Regions from separate parts of the Zea mays genome. Here all the other regions are linked to region 1. Evidence: chromatin contacts called from public Hi-C data. All regions are on one chromosome and are shown on one strand. Each heading gives the region's core, a stretch centred on a gene start, on an enhancer-like site or on the middle of the called end of the contact. The rest is flanking DNA. Distances are from core to core; before and after follow the strand shown. Region 1 holds the start of LOC103650526 (probable mediator of RNA polymerase II transcription subunit 37c). Region 2 holds the start of LOC100280619. Region 3 has its middle 15 kb from the start of LOC103650525.

Region 1 (4,286 bases), core at 943-3,442:
CAGCTGTTGGCTCGTTGATGATACGCAGCACATTAAGGCCAGCAATCACCCCAGCATCCTTTGTGGCCTGCCTCTGTGAGTCATTGAAGTAGGCAGGGACTGTGACCACAGCATTCTTGATCGTGCTACCAAGGTAAGCTTCAGCAATCTCACGCATCTTGATAAGAACCATAGAGGAGATCTCTTCAGCTGCAAACTGCTTCTCCTCACCCTTGTGCTGGACAACAATCATTGGCTTCTCACCAGGCCCAGAAATGACCTTGAAGGGCCACAACTTGATATCACTCTGGACAGACGCATCACTGAACCTCCTGCCGATGAGACGCTTGGCATCTGCATATGAACCCAATCATGTCAGAAATGCATTCTAATACCATACAATTTGAAATGTAACACAACAACACTTCTGTTAACAAATACAAAACTTTGATCAATCAAATGATATCTGCTTATGTAACCAAGTATACCTAACTAATAAAAAACTGACATGAGTCAAGATACCAATAGCATAAAGGTCAATCAACAAACTCCAATAATCAGACTGATTTCAAAAAAAATACAACTTGCTAGCTAAGAAAAAACAGACGTCAGTTTTTTCAGTCATAATCACTTGCCCAAACAGATAATGTAAACGGGCATATAGTAACTGGAAGCTCATAAATGGTCAACCAGTGTCGCAAGATCCATTCCCCTTTGTTTTCTGCCATGTTTCGAGACACACAATCACGAAAAATGACTGCGAGTCAGATACCAAATGGCATTGACTGCAACAAATTACACACAGAAACACTTTGCATGCAATAAAACTCAAACTGGCAGTGCAATCTCAGTCGAAAGATGGTGATTTTTGCTGTACTAATCACAGTGGTTCAGGAAATTGTCTTGCATCACGGATTGCACATAAAAAACAACAAATACTATAGACTTCACAGAACTACTGCCGAATTACAAGTTACTATAAAACTGGCAAAAGTTTGCAATAAAATTGAAATGTAGGAGATCAGATGGTAGTGCATGATGTGATCATCACAGTGAATGCAGATATTTCCTATGTTATGACTTCATCACTTCTCCAGTAAAAATTGTACTACAACGTGAACGTTCTACTCAAGTAAATCTCAACCACATGCATGATAAAAAAATAAGAGCAAATAAATAGCAGTACAACATTTTTAAACGTTGGCAATCAAAGCAATGATTGATGTGCAGAGGTGCCAACCACCAATCATATAAGGTACAATCTAAAACTAGGGAGCCAATAGTTGTAGCTAAAGCAATATGATAAGATAATGAGAGATCAGATGGAGATGCATAATGTTGGCATCATAGTAAATACAGATATCTCGTGTGGATACAAATATCATCACTTATCCCATTACTTAACCAAATAAAACTAATGGTTTTCATTTTGTCATGGCTGGAAGAAGAAAAACCAAACACAAAATCGAAGGAAACCTAAAAAAACTCTTGATCTGCAGTTTCAGATTGAAAACCACAAAAACTATGATAGCATAGTTTTCCATCACTGGCATCAGTGGAATAAAGCGCTTGGGGTAATTGTTTCATCATCAATCTGCCAAGAGTTGACAAATAGTACTGCAGAGCCTTCGGACCAGTATTATATACCAAATAGGTGATAAAAAACAAATAGATCTAAAGCTACCATGACAAACAATAACAGATCTAAACCCAGCCAGAGGAAAAATAACTACGGAACTACTACAGATCACAGTCGCCTTCAGATCCAACCGATCTAGACAAAAACATAGCCAAACTAGATCGGATCTGAGCTACTTTTACGACAGAAACTTAAACATATCAAATCAAGCAGTAACGTAGATGGGTCGTATGGGTCAGACAAAACCGCTAGTCACGGTAAACAAAACGTATCCGAGCTAGGAAAGGAGTAAGAGCCTAAATGGTGGAGTGTACTCACCAAAGACGGTGTTGATGGGGTTCATGGCGACCTGGTTCTTGGCCGCATCTCCGATGAGGCGCTCGGAGTCGGTGAAGGCGACGTACGAGGGCGTGGTGCGGTTACCCTGGTCGTTGGCAATGATCTCGACGCGGTCGTGCTGCCACACGCCGACGCAAGAGTACGTCGTGCCGAGATCGATGCCGATAGCCGGGCCATCGCCCTTGCCGGCCATCTCTTCTTCTCACTCAGCGGTTGCGGAGCACGGGAAGGGATTGGCGGCGGCTGAGAATGGAGCAGGGGACTAGGGTTTCGAGAGGGCGAGAGACTGAGCCGGGCAGTGGCTTTTATAGGGAACAAAGGGCTCGTCGTCAGCGCGTGGGCTGTGGTGTTCTAGAATGTTCCTGGGCGCGTCGTGGGGACATCTGAGCCGTTGGCACGCGATCGTGTGAACGAAGGCGCATGGCGGCGTCTTTTCCACGGGCGCCTTTCGGCTATTTAAACGGCCTTTTTTTTCCTTTCTGGTTGCTTTCACGTGAGTAAAAGGAATCTTTGACGGAGGGATGGGTTGTGACCAGATCTCAGCCCAAGTCATATACCATAAGTGCTGGCCGGCCCGCTTACGCTTAGAACCAGCCCACAGAGACAAGCCTCCCTGATGAGTCATTGTTTCGATACTCAATATTCACCCCAATCCACGTGTAATAAAGTGGATTAAAGTGTAATTTAAACTAATTTACACTCTAGTTCACCTCAATACACATGTATTGAAGTAAATATGAGAGTATCTAAACAAGGTCTACATTGATGAAGAAACTCGATCAAACACCATACGAGCTCTTACAATCCCATGCATCCAAATAAGCTCTACGAGAAACTTAAATCTCCTTTGATTATATAGGGGATTTGAGTTTCTAAACTAGCCCTACAAAATTATTGCATTTTTTATCACATCGTTTGGAATAGACGTAGGTTCTTTTTGAAATAAAAAAATTGTGCATAAATGTAGGTTCTAGCTCTGAGCTTAATGGAGTTATGGAAGATGGAGTCAACAGAGCTCTAGGAGAAGTTGCAATTAAGACCAGCAAAAAAGTTGGATGAAACTTCTAACGCCTTGTTCCATTGCGTTTGAATTGAAGAAGATTAAATCTTTTTCTATTTATTTTTTATTAGGGAGGGATTTAATCTCCTTCAATCCCCTTTGATTCGGACACAATCAAACAAGTCCTAAAAAGTTTGACGAGTATGGGTAAAAACGGGACGTATACAGACGGATAGGGGCTCATCTTGTATCCTACCCTAATGTATTTCAATCGGATTCGGGATCATATACAAATAGTTAGAAACGGGATAGATACGGATACAGCGACCAGATATTTATTTGGACGGATAAGTGACGGATACATATGTTATTTGGTCGGATATCAGATACTTGTCGGATAATGCATGAGCTGCTTATCATAAAATATTCTTGTTCAGCCAGAAAATTGTAAATAAATTATCAAGACTAATAAACATTTTATAAGCAGATAACCTCAAGTCCCCACATAAAAATGATAAAGTAAAATATTGATTATGTTGAAACTTTGATACTTGAAGTGATTTTACGTGTAACTCACGCAATAAATAGAAGTGAAATAGAAGAAACGTTGACATCTTGTGCATTTTATGATCCCATTATTTTTATTGAGTATATGTGGTCTTATGTTGTCCCTATGTATAATTTCATAAATTTCTGATGCTATTTGTGCATTATTAATTTTTTGTACAGTAAATCATCAAAATGTAACTAAATTCACAAAACACTCTAGTTTCGACCGAAAATTGCAAATAAGTTATCAAAACTAATAGGCATTTTGTACAAAGATAACCTCAAGTGCCCACATAAAAATGATAAGTGAAGTATTGATCATGTTGAAACTTTAATACATAGAACGATTTTACTTGTAACTCACGCAGTAAGTGGAAGTGGAATGGAAGAAACGCTGACATCGTATGAAATTTATGGTCTAAATGTTTTTAGAACTATATGTATATTGTTCCTCCGTAAAAAATAAGAATTTTTAAAGCTATTTTGTGTATTATTATTATTATTTATATAGAAAATCATCCAAATGCAACTGAAAAAATTCCAAAAACTAATAAACATTGTATACTAAGATAACCTTAAGTTCCCATGGGAAAATGATAAAGCGGAATATTTATTATATTCCAAAAACTAATAAACAGTCTAGCTAAGTACTCCATGTTCCTGCTGCAGGTACATCCGGCTGCAGCCCAATAGTCAGAAAAGGGAGATTGAGGCCATGAGCTCACGTATTGAATTAGAGGATGTTTGGTTCCTTTAGTCACGTATTATTATTTCTAAATT
Region 2 (4,286 bases), core at 929-3,428, 250 kb after region 1:
GAGAAAGCTAACGTGGCTTCGCTCCCTGTCTCCAACTGTACATCAGATCCAGATTATTGTTTTCATAATTCGATGGAGCTTCGCATATTTAGGGCGTGTTTGTGACCCTGTCCCTGGCCAGCTCGGCCCGTTCAATTGGTCCAGGCTGAGGCTAGCCTGTCCCGGCTACTGCAACTCACTTTGTTTGCGCACTTGTACCATATGAGCCTGGCTCAGACGAGCTGGTGTTTGTCACCCAATATGCAGCCAGGCTAGAAGGCCAAAACTACCTAAACGCGGAATCCTTGCGCCACGAGCAGCCAGGCTCCCAGGAAACGGACCTTGAGCTCGTTTCTGTGGAGCCAGGCTGAGAGGCTCAATTTGCACGCGCACAGCCTGGCTCCCGAGCCAGCCAGGCGACGCAAACACAGGAGTTGCAGCCCGGGAGCGCAGCCAGGCTGCTGGGCCATGGCGGCAAACACGCCCTTAGTCTCAAGGGGGAAAATAGAAGCAAGGTGATGTCATGTCGTGCTTTCGTCTTCGACACAATTCTGCTTTGTCGAAAGATGGTAAGACATGATGACGCCGACATCAGTCATCGGGGGATGTGATATCCGCAGCTTTTGCTTTAACCCTTTTCCTCTCGGGTAGAAGCAAGGTATATATGCCAAAAGAGCTACTAGGGCCGTGAATGAAAATGCTCCGTGGATTTTAAATGTCTCAGTTTAACGGATCTGGATTTTTATTCACACCCCGTTTGGATTCTTTCATTAGAGAATTTGTAATTTACTCAATAAAGTAACTTATTTAGTTTGGAATTTGATATTCCACCACTTCCCAAACTTCAGATATGAATCTATCTCAAATTCATAGTGTGGAGGATGGGAAATGATTTTATGCATTAGTAGAATTTATTTCTACTGTTTAACTTACATGATATTCTTCGTCTCACTTCTTTATAGTAAAAATATATCATATAAATATCTCTGATATCTTACTAATAATAATATAAAAATATATTTTACATAAAATCGAATTTGCTTAATTGATATATAACTAAATCACCATTATTAGAATGGAATTAAATTTCAATGATGCAAACGGGACGCCAAGGAATTTTGCAAGGAAAAAAAGGGCATTGTTCAGAAGAAATTATATTATTGTCGTCTGCAAGTGCAAGCGGATTTATCGATAAGCTCGTGAATGGGGAGCATTTTAGCTGATTTTTTAAATTAAATTTATTAGAAATGTAATGCTTTTATTAAAAAATATGTAATACGAATTTAAACTTGAAATTTTGCTTAAAAACCACCGGGTTACACGCGTCGAAGCCTAAGCTAACAAACACACGAAAGCAAAAAGCGTGACAAATAACGATTCAACGAAGCGGGGCCAGTGGAGCTGGACGTCTGTCTCGGCCAGTAGTCTAGCTGTCGGCGACGACGGTTCGGATGGCCATCTCGGCTTCGGCGGCAGCGGCGACACCGCCTGTGACGATGGTCGCCTGGCAGAAGACGACCTTGAGCTCGCCCGGCGCGCGGCAGCTCTGCGGCACGGGCTCCACGTCGGTGGGCGTGGTCCTGGTGAGCGGGCACCGGCTCTTGAAGTACTCCGGCGGGCCGCGGCACGCGGCGCCCTCGGCGGCGCGCTGCTGCGGGGGGCAGTCGCAGTTGAGGTCGACGGGGCACCCCAGCGCTGGGCACTGCCCGCCGCCGGCCGCCTGCGGGCTGACCACCACGGGCGCGTTGAAGCCGTCGGCGAGGCTGACGCTGTAGGCGGCCTGGTCCTGGTTCGTGCCGTCGTGGACGGTGACCTGCACGACGGTGGCGGGCGGCGCGGCGCCCGTCCAGCAGCCGGACGCGGCGGCGTCGCAGCCCGTGCGCGCGGCCACCCGGCCGGCCCAGAAGGTGGGCGGGAAGGAGAGGGTGAGCAGCGCGTTGGGGTCTAGTCGCGCGGTGTTGTCGGAGATGGAAGGGAGGCCTGAGTTGGGGGTCACCAGAGGCCACACCGGGTGAGGGCAGAGGTTGTGGATGGTCAGCGTGGTCGCCGTCGTGGAGCTGGCAGTGGCAGCGAGGAGAAGAGCGGCGAGGACGATGGCTCTGGCCATGGTCTTCTTCAGCCCTTGACAAAGCTGGTAGGCCCCTATAGCTGGTTGTGTAGTGTTATTAGGCGTGAGTTTGTGAATTGTGATGGCAATGACAAAACATCAGACAGCTCTGCCTGGCTTTTATAGGCGAGCTTAGTGATGCGACTAGCGTCCATGAGAAGGGTCAATAGAGAAAAGAACTTCAATGCTAGTAGTAGATTTGGCTACGGTTTTCAATATACTCCTACACGGGCTAGGATCGAAAACCGTTTTTTATCAATTCAAAAAAAAAGAAGAAAAGGACGGTCATAGCAAATTAGAAGCAGACAAGTTGGGTGGGTAAGGATATGGGCAGAGATAAAAGCAAGATAACAAGAAGCATTCTACCTTTACTTCTTTACCTACATTTTACTAAATTGATTCCATGTTTAGATGAAGCTGAGAAAAAGAGCACTCACGCTTAACTTTGCTCATATGCTCTGCGGCGGAGCACCAGCCAAATACAGTAAATATTACCAGTGGGTCTTCTCCACACCATGGTACAATTCATAAACCACACCCAACTCAATTTGCCTCTGCCACCAGCAAGAACCACTTCAAAGACCTATATAACTCTATCTCTGTTTCTTCACCCACACAGCTCCTCATAAACCGAAATGGAGCAGCATGTATGTAGATTACCAAAAACACGGTGGAAAAAGGCACAAACACGCGCTGCTCCGATAACACCGGGAAATAAACCAATGCACGCACGGACCTGACTTGTACAAATAGCGTGCGGTAGCAGACCGGACAGGACACATGTTTTGCCCCCAAAGCAACTCTTACAAAATAGACCGACCAAGAATGAAATGCAAAGACAATGCAAGCGGCCAAAGGGAAAAGAATGCTAGGAAATTCACAACCTACCAGCAGCAGCAGGGAGGATATGTCTGACATAAATGGACTTGGCCACCCTGATCGATACAAAAATAATCCTGTGACAACGCGATTCGAGCCCGCTCTTTCTTACTGGAGCAGCAGCAAGAAACTGCGCCTTTTGTCCCACGTGGCCATCTGACCAAACTTTGATGCATGGGATGGATACAGGGGAGGAAATGATGGGCCACATATCATAGGCATGCCATGCACAGGAATCTGTGAGCATGTCATGCGATAATAGAACCTCATCTCACCTCCAACAAGACATGAAGGTTGCAGATGCATTTGGCGAAAGTTAGTGGGCGGCCAACTTGAACCCTTCTTTTCCCGCCGAAGCGGGGCGCGGGTTGACACATGTACTGATGCATGAGTTAGTGGGGACCCTCCGACTCTGCTGTAAAGATGTTGGACTTCACCGAAGAGCAGGTCTGGACATGAAGCAATTAAAGACCCAGGCATGATGACATGTGGATGGGATGCAAGTGCAGACTCGAGACTCACTGTGGCATCAACCCGAAACTGCACGGCTGACTGCTATCCTCGCCCAATCGGCAGATTCTTTCACCAAAGGATCGTCTGATGCCAAGCATTCCTCTAAAAATGCCTGGCTTGAGGTGGATTGATTGATCAAAGGGCCAGCATGGACACCTAATGTGTCAGCCAGATCTCCCAAGACACCTATTGCAGTCTTCATCACAGTATCATCCCTGCAAAAGAGTCATAGCAACATAAGGAATTAGGCCAACAAAACAAATGGCTCATAAGTTAAGCAGCGGAGTTGAAGAATCAGAGTGTGAAGTTTTGACGTACATATCCTTCCCATTGTACAGAGCATCAAGGAACTGAATAATATGCGGAGCGAATGGCATCAGCAGTTGTGTCTTAGGTGAACTCTTAAATCCTTGCAGGATACCAGAGTAGGCTTCCAAGATTCCATTTCTTAGCTGATTGGTGTAGTCGAGCATCTCATCATCAGTTGCAGTGGTATGGGCCGACAAATCAGCAGCACTTTGCAGCATAGGCATCGCATAGATCAAATACTTCTCAAAGTCCTCCCCAATTGCCAGTGCTATATCACCAAAGCACGAAAATATCGGTGGTTTCACAGATCTGTGCAACTGGTTACTGGACAGGTCCTTCAGGAGCTGGGTCATGATGCCATCGCAGAAGGGTAAAATTTTGTCTTCCAGTGCTCTGCAGAGGTCACCAACAACACCCACGGTAATGGCACACACCTGATACTCCTCAAAGTTCTGAAGTCCCATCTCCAAATACTGATAAAACTGTGTCATGTACTTTG
Region 3 (4,286 bases), core at 875-3,374, 180 kb before region 1:
GAGACAGAACCCGTGCATGATCAGATGCACGCGATTTTCACCCCGTAATTCGAGCCAACCCATGTCATTACGAAACAGATCGACGTTTTATGCTAAAACTTGTACCTATTTACGCTTTTTGGTTCATGTTTTACGTTGAAATTCGTCCGAGCCAGAACCCGCACATAAATGGACGTGCGCGATTTTTATGCCGTAATTTCAGGCATATCACTGTTACGAAACAACTCTTCGATTTATACTAAAATTCGTACTCATTTATGCTATTTTAGTTTACGTTTTACGCTTAAATTCGTCCGAGCCAGAACCCGCGCACGTACAGGCATCAAAGTATAACTGGCTAGGGCTTCCCGTACTAACCATTATATATATATATATATATATATATATATATATATATATATATATATATATATATATATATATATATATATGTGGTTCAACCCAACACGCCGACTCAACCAGGCTGTTGGATGCGCCACCCGCCCCATGCGCGCAAAAAAGAAATGCATGCATGAGTCAAACACGTTCCCTTGCTTGCGTATAAACTTAGGAAAGATATGTGTGACGATTTCTATTTTAAATGCTTTATTGCCTCCATAAATTTAGGATCGCTGCAACAGCGATGCAGCTATACTCGTAAGGACTATTTTATGACATATACTGATACTAAATATGCTACACTGTGTATATAATTATGCAATTCGATATACTGCATAAAAATCTGTTATCAGCTGCATGCACACGAATTTATGATGGAAAGAATGTGCAATGAAAGGAAATGAATTGCATGCATAGAAACAAAAAATCGTATTTAATGTTTTATTTTCTTCATAAATATAGGATCCCTCCAACATCTATGCAGCTAAACACATTAGAACTAGTTTATGATATATGCTGATACAAATTATACTATACGGTGTAGTTATTTATGCAATTCGGTACATTGCGTAAAAAATCTGGCATGTTGTTCACTGGTGGACGCATCTCCGGGTTGGAGCGTAAAAAGTTTAAGTTTTGAGCATAAAATCCCTCAATTATAAGCGTAAATATCGAGCCAATGTGAGAGGTTGATAGCTCTAGTAGGTTGTTATTATGATCCTATTTTTATGCCAGATTCGAAAAACATGGCAGCCGCATGCATGCAGTTTCTATTTTTATACAGATCCAAAAATTATGGCAAAATCGTGGGAGTTTCCATTGCATGCGCGCAAATTACGAACAGCATAAATCAAGTAATTGCCTTTTCAATGTGCATGCAGTAAACTGATATACAAACTCCGTGTTCAAGCATAAAATCGTACAGTTTTAGCGTAAATAATACATGTGGTAGGCATAAAACACGAAAATCGAAAAGAAAACTGCGCCGGATCGGAGGATGTCACACACGATCATCGCTGCGCACATCTCGCGCTTTCAGTGACACCGCTCGCTCGAACATCACGCCTCATGCGTCACCGTCGCTACTCGCACGTCGACGGACGTCGCTTGCTCGCCGGCCTTGGAAGTGCCGCCTCCTTGTGGCCTCGGGGATGCCGGCATGCCGCCGCTTGCCCGCACAAGAGCCCCGCTGTCGCTCGCCCTCTGGATCGGGGAGCCGCCACCAACGACCTGGGAACCGCCGCCACTACTCCAGATCGAGGAACCTCCGCCACCGCGCGTCGAGGTCATGGAGTTGCGGCCACCGGCTGGGGTCCACCGCCGCACACGCTCTGGGGCAACCGTCGTCGTCGCACGTGGCGTCGCTAATGAATCGAGGTGGAGCGTAAAAAACAGAACCCTAGCACTCCGGATCATATTTTATAGACGTCCGGATGTGGTCCGGCTCGACCGGATTGCACCGTCCGACCTGGGCTTCCTCTAGTTATTGGAAGCACATGACTCTTAATATATATATATATATATATATATATATATATATATATATATATATATATATATATATATATATATATATATATATATATATATATATATATATATATAAAAGCAAACCTTATTCGGCCCGGACTTGAAATCACTTCGCTGGTCATTAGCCAACTCTCGCCACGCCGCGTCATGGGCCTTCCCACGCGGGCCGTCAAGCCTTGCGCTAGCAACCAGCCCAGGTCGTCCTCACTGCAGGCCGGCTGGTGCTACGCACAGGCACATTTGCTCACAAGCCGTCTTCACGTATACGTACGAGCGTGTCACACGGCCATGGGCCACAAAAGGAGAACGTCAAGACTCCACCAGCCACTTTCTTGCCGTGCCAACGCACGCAGAAGCCTGCAGCTTCATGGTGGAGTATGTCCGCCTTCGCGCTATAGTAGTTCACGTTTCTAACACTTTTGCCCTCACGTGGCACGACCATATACCACCGTAACTTTTCAGGGTCCAATACGAAATTCGATATGAATACACACAAATATATATAATTATACATATATTATCGAATATTTAATGTATAAAAAATATTATGCAATGCTTTTATGTTTATAAGATAACAAATATAAAATATAGCCAAAATACTTACTTGTTATGTGATATAATTAAAAATATCTTCTAACATTTTATGATAAAAGTTATCGCTTATATCATTGAGATCAGTCTCATCCAACAATTTTTTTTTATATATAGAATCGCCAAGCCATTTAACCCCCCTTTAGTTATTGTTAACCATAAATAGTTCACAAAAATATTTCAATTTTAAAAGCTTCTCTCTGCCGAAGCAACCATCATATATATAAACTATACTCTCTTTGTATCAAAATAGAATTTGTTTTGCTTCTTTAGTGGATTCATCATCATCAATATAAACATAAAAATCAAGAGCTAAAACAAATACTATTTTGTGAACGGACGGAGTATTCGATAAGTAGTTGAGACATTAGTTTAACAATATAAACGAGACTAGTCCATAACTCGATAGTGCATCGCTTTGCGTATTTGTGCCTAGAATAGATAGGTTTAACAGGAAAAAATGCTAGCGTCCAGTGGCTAGAGGGCCCTCTGTTTTTGGGGCCTAGTGCGGCCGCACCCTCCGCACCCCTCAGGTACGGCTCTACATATGGTATCACAAATTTTATCTTTATTTGCATTGTTCTTAAGCTTGAATGTCTCACTGAGAGCACCTAGAGGGGGGGTGAATAGGTGATCCTGTGAAACTTAAACTTATCGCCACAAAAACTTGTTAAGTGTTAGCACAATAATCGCCAAGTGGCTAGAGAGGAGTCTCAACAAAACACAATACCACAAGAAATCAAACACAGAGATGACACAGTGGTTTATCCCGTGGTTCGGCCAAGACCAACGCTTGCCTACTCCACGTTGTGGCGTCCCAACGGACGAGGGTTGCAATCAACCCCTCTCAAGCGGTCCAAAGACCCACTTGAATACCACGGTGTTTTGCTTGCTTTTTCTCAATCCCGTTTGCGAGGAATCTCCACAACTTGGAGCCTCTCGCCCTTACACTTAAGATTCACAAAGAAATACGGAGTAAGGGAGAAACTAGCAACGCACACAAGACTCAAAATCAGAGCAACAACACGCACACAAGTCGCAACAAGAGCTCGCAACACAACTCAATGAGTCCACAACTCAACAAGAGCTCTAGATGCTATCACAATGAACCAAATGCGTGGAATCGATGTCTTGGTGCTTAGGAATGTTGTAGGAATGCTTGGTATGCTCCTCCATGCGCCTAGGGGTCCCTTTTATAGCCCCAAGGCAGCTAGGAGCCGTTGAGAGCAATTCTGGAAGGCTGATCTTGCCTTCTGTCATCGGGCGCACCGGACAGTCCGGTGCACACCGGACACTGTCCGGTGCCCGATCTCCTTCCTTAAACAGCGCAGTCGACCGTTGCAGATCTGGGAGCCGTTGGCGCACCGGACATGTCCGGTGCACACCGGACAGTCCGGTGCCCCCTTCCGACCGTTGGCTCGGCCACGTGTCGCGCACGGATTCCGCGGCCGACCGTTGGCCCGGCCGACCGTTGGCTCACAGGACAGTCCGGTGCACACCGGACAGTCCGGTGAATTTTAGCCGTACACCGTCGGCAAATTCCCGAGAGCGGCCACTTCGCTCGAGGCAACTTGGCGCACCGGACACTGTCCGGTGCACCACCGGACAGTCCGGTGCTCCAGACCGAACAGCCTTTTGGCTGTACACAGCCAACTTTTCTCTGACTCGATTTCTCCTGTTTCAAGCACTTAGACACAATACATTAGTCTTCAAAACAATGTACTAAGGCTTAGAAACATACCTTTACTCTTGATTTGCACTTTGTCCATCCATGGGTATAGATTCAC

The links. Hi-C and Micro-C count contacts between places; a contact is called where the count stands out from the background.
Region 2: a Hi-C map of leaf shows a contact between it and region 1, with 6 times the contacts expected there. The contact joins the promoter of LOC100280619 here to the promoter of LOC103650526 in region 1. A contact is called at or near these places in 6 of 25 Hi-C or Micro-C datasets (ear, endosperm, leaf and 1 more) and 1 of 3 datasets of contacts at active chromatin or transcription factors (leaf).
Region 3: a Hi-C map of leaf shows a contact between it and region 1, with 10 times the contacts expected there. The contact joins the enhancer-like site here to the promoter of LOC103650526 in region 1. A contact is called at or near these places in 3 of 25 Hi-C or Micro-C datasets (leaf and tassel).

Annotation. Positions count from the first base shown.
Region 1 is chr3:127,904,896-127,909,181 of Zm-B73-REFERENCE-NAM-5.0, forward strand. It overlaps LOC103650526 (probable mediator of RNA polymerase II transcription subunit 37c), which reads right to left and starts at 2,193. Exons shown (of 2, transcript NM_001319757.1): 1 at 1,937-2,193; 2 at 1-333. The coding sequence starts at 2,150. It overlaps LOC111591276 (small nucleolar RNA Z195/SNORD33/SNORD32 family), which reads right to left and starts at 1,075; the gene lies at 995-1,075. It overlaps LOC111591214 (small nucleolar RNA Z194), which reads right to left and starts at 1,578; the gene lies at 1,477-1,578. It overlaps LOC111591227 (small nucleolar RNA F1/F2/snoR5a), which reads right to left and starts at 763; the gene lies at 624-763. It also overlaps LOC111591277.
Region 2 is chr3:128,151,879-128,156,164 of Zm-B73-REFERENCE-NAM-5.0, forward strand. It overlaps LOC100280619, which reads right to left and starts at 2,179. Exons shown (of 1, transcript NM_001367136.1): 1 at 1,223-2,179. The coding sequence starts at 2,086. The coding sequence ends at 1,406. It overlaps LOC100381984, which reads right to left. Exons shown (of 3, transcript NM_001361569.1): 2 at 3,797-4,286; 3 at 2,499-3,693. The coding sequence ends at 3,495.
Region 3 is chr3:127,726,172-127,730,457 of Zm-B73-REFERENCE-NAM-5.0, forward strand. No RefSeq gene overlaps it. Among protein-coding and RNA genes, the nearest start is that of LOC103650525, 15 kb to the left of the region's middle. Within about 2 kb of position 2,125, at least 17 of the 20 cell types and tissues checked have an H3K27ac peak or open chromatin away from gene starts, as enhancers often do. A contact at or near this core is called in leaf and tassel, where this site is marked.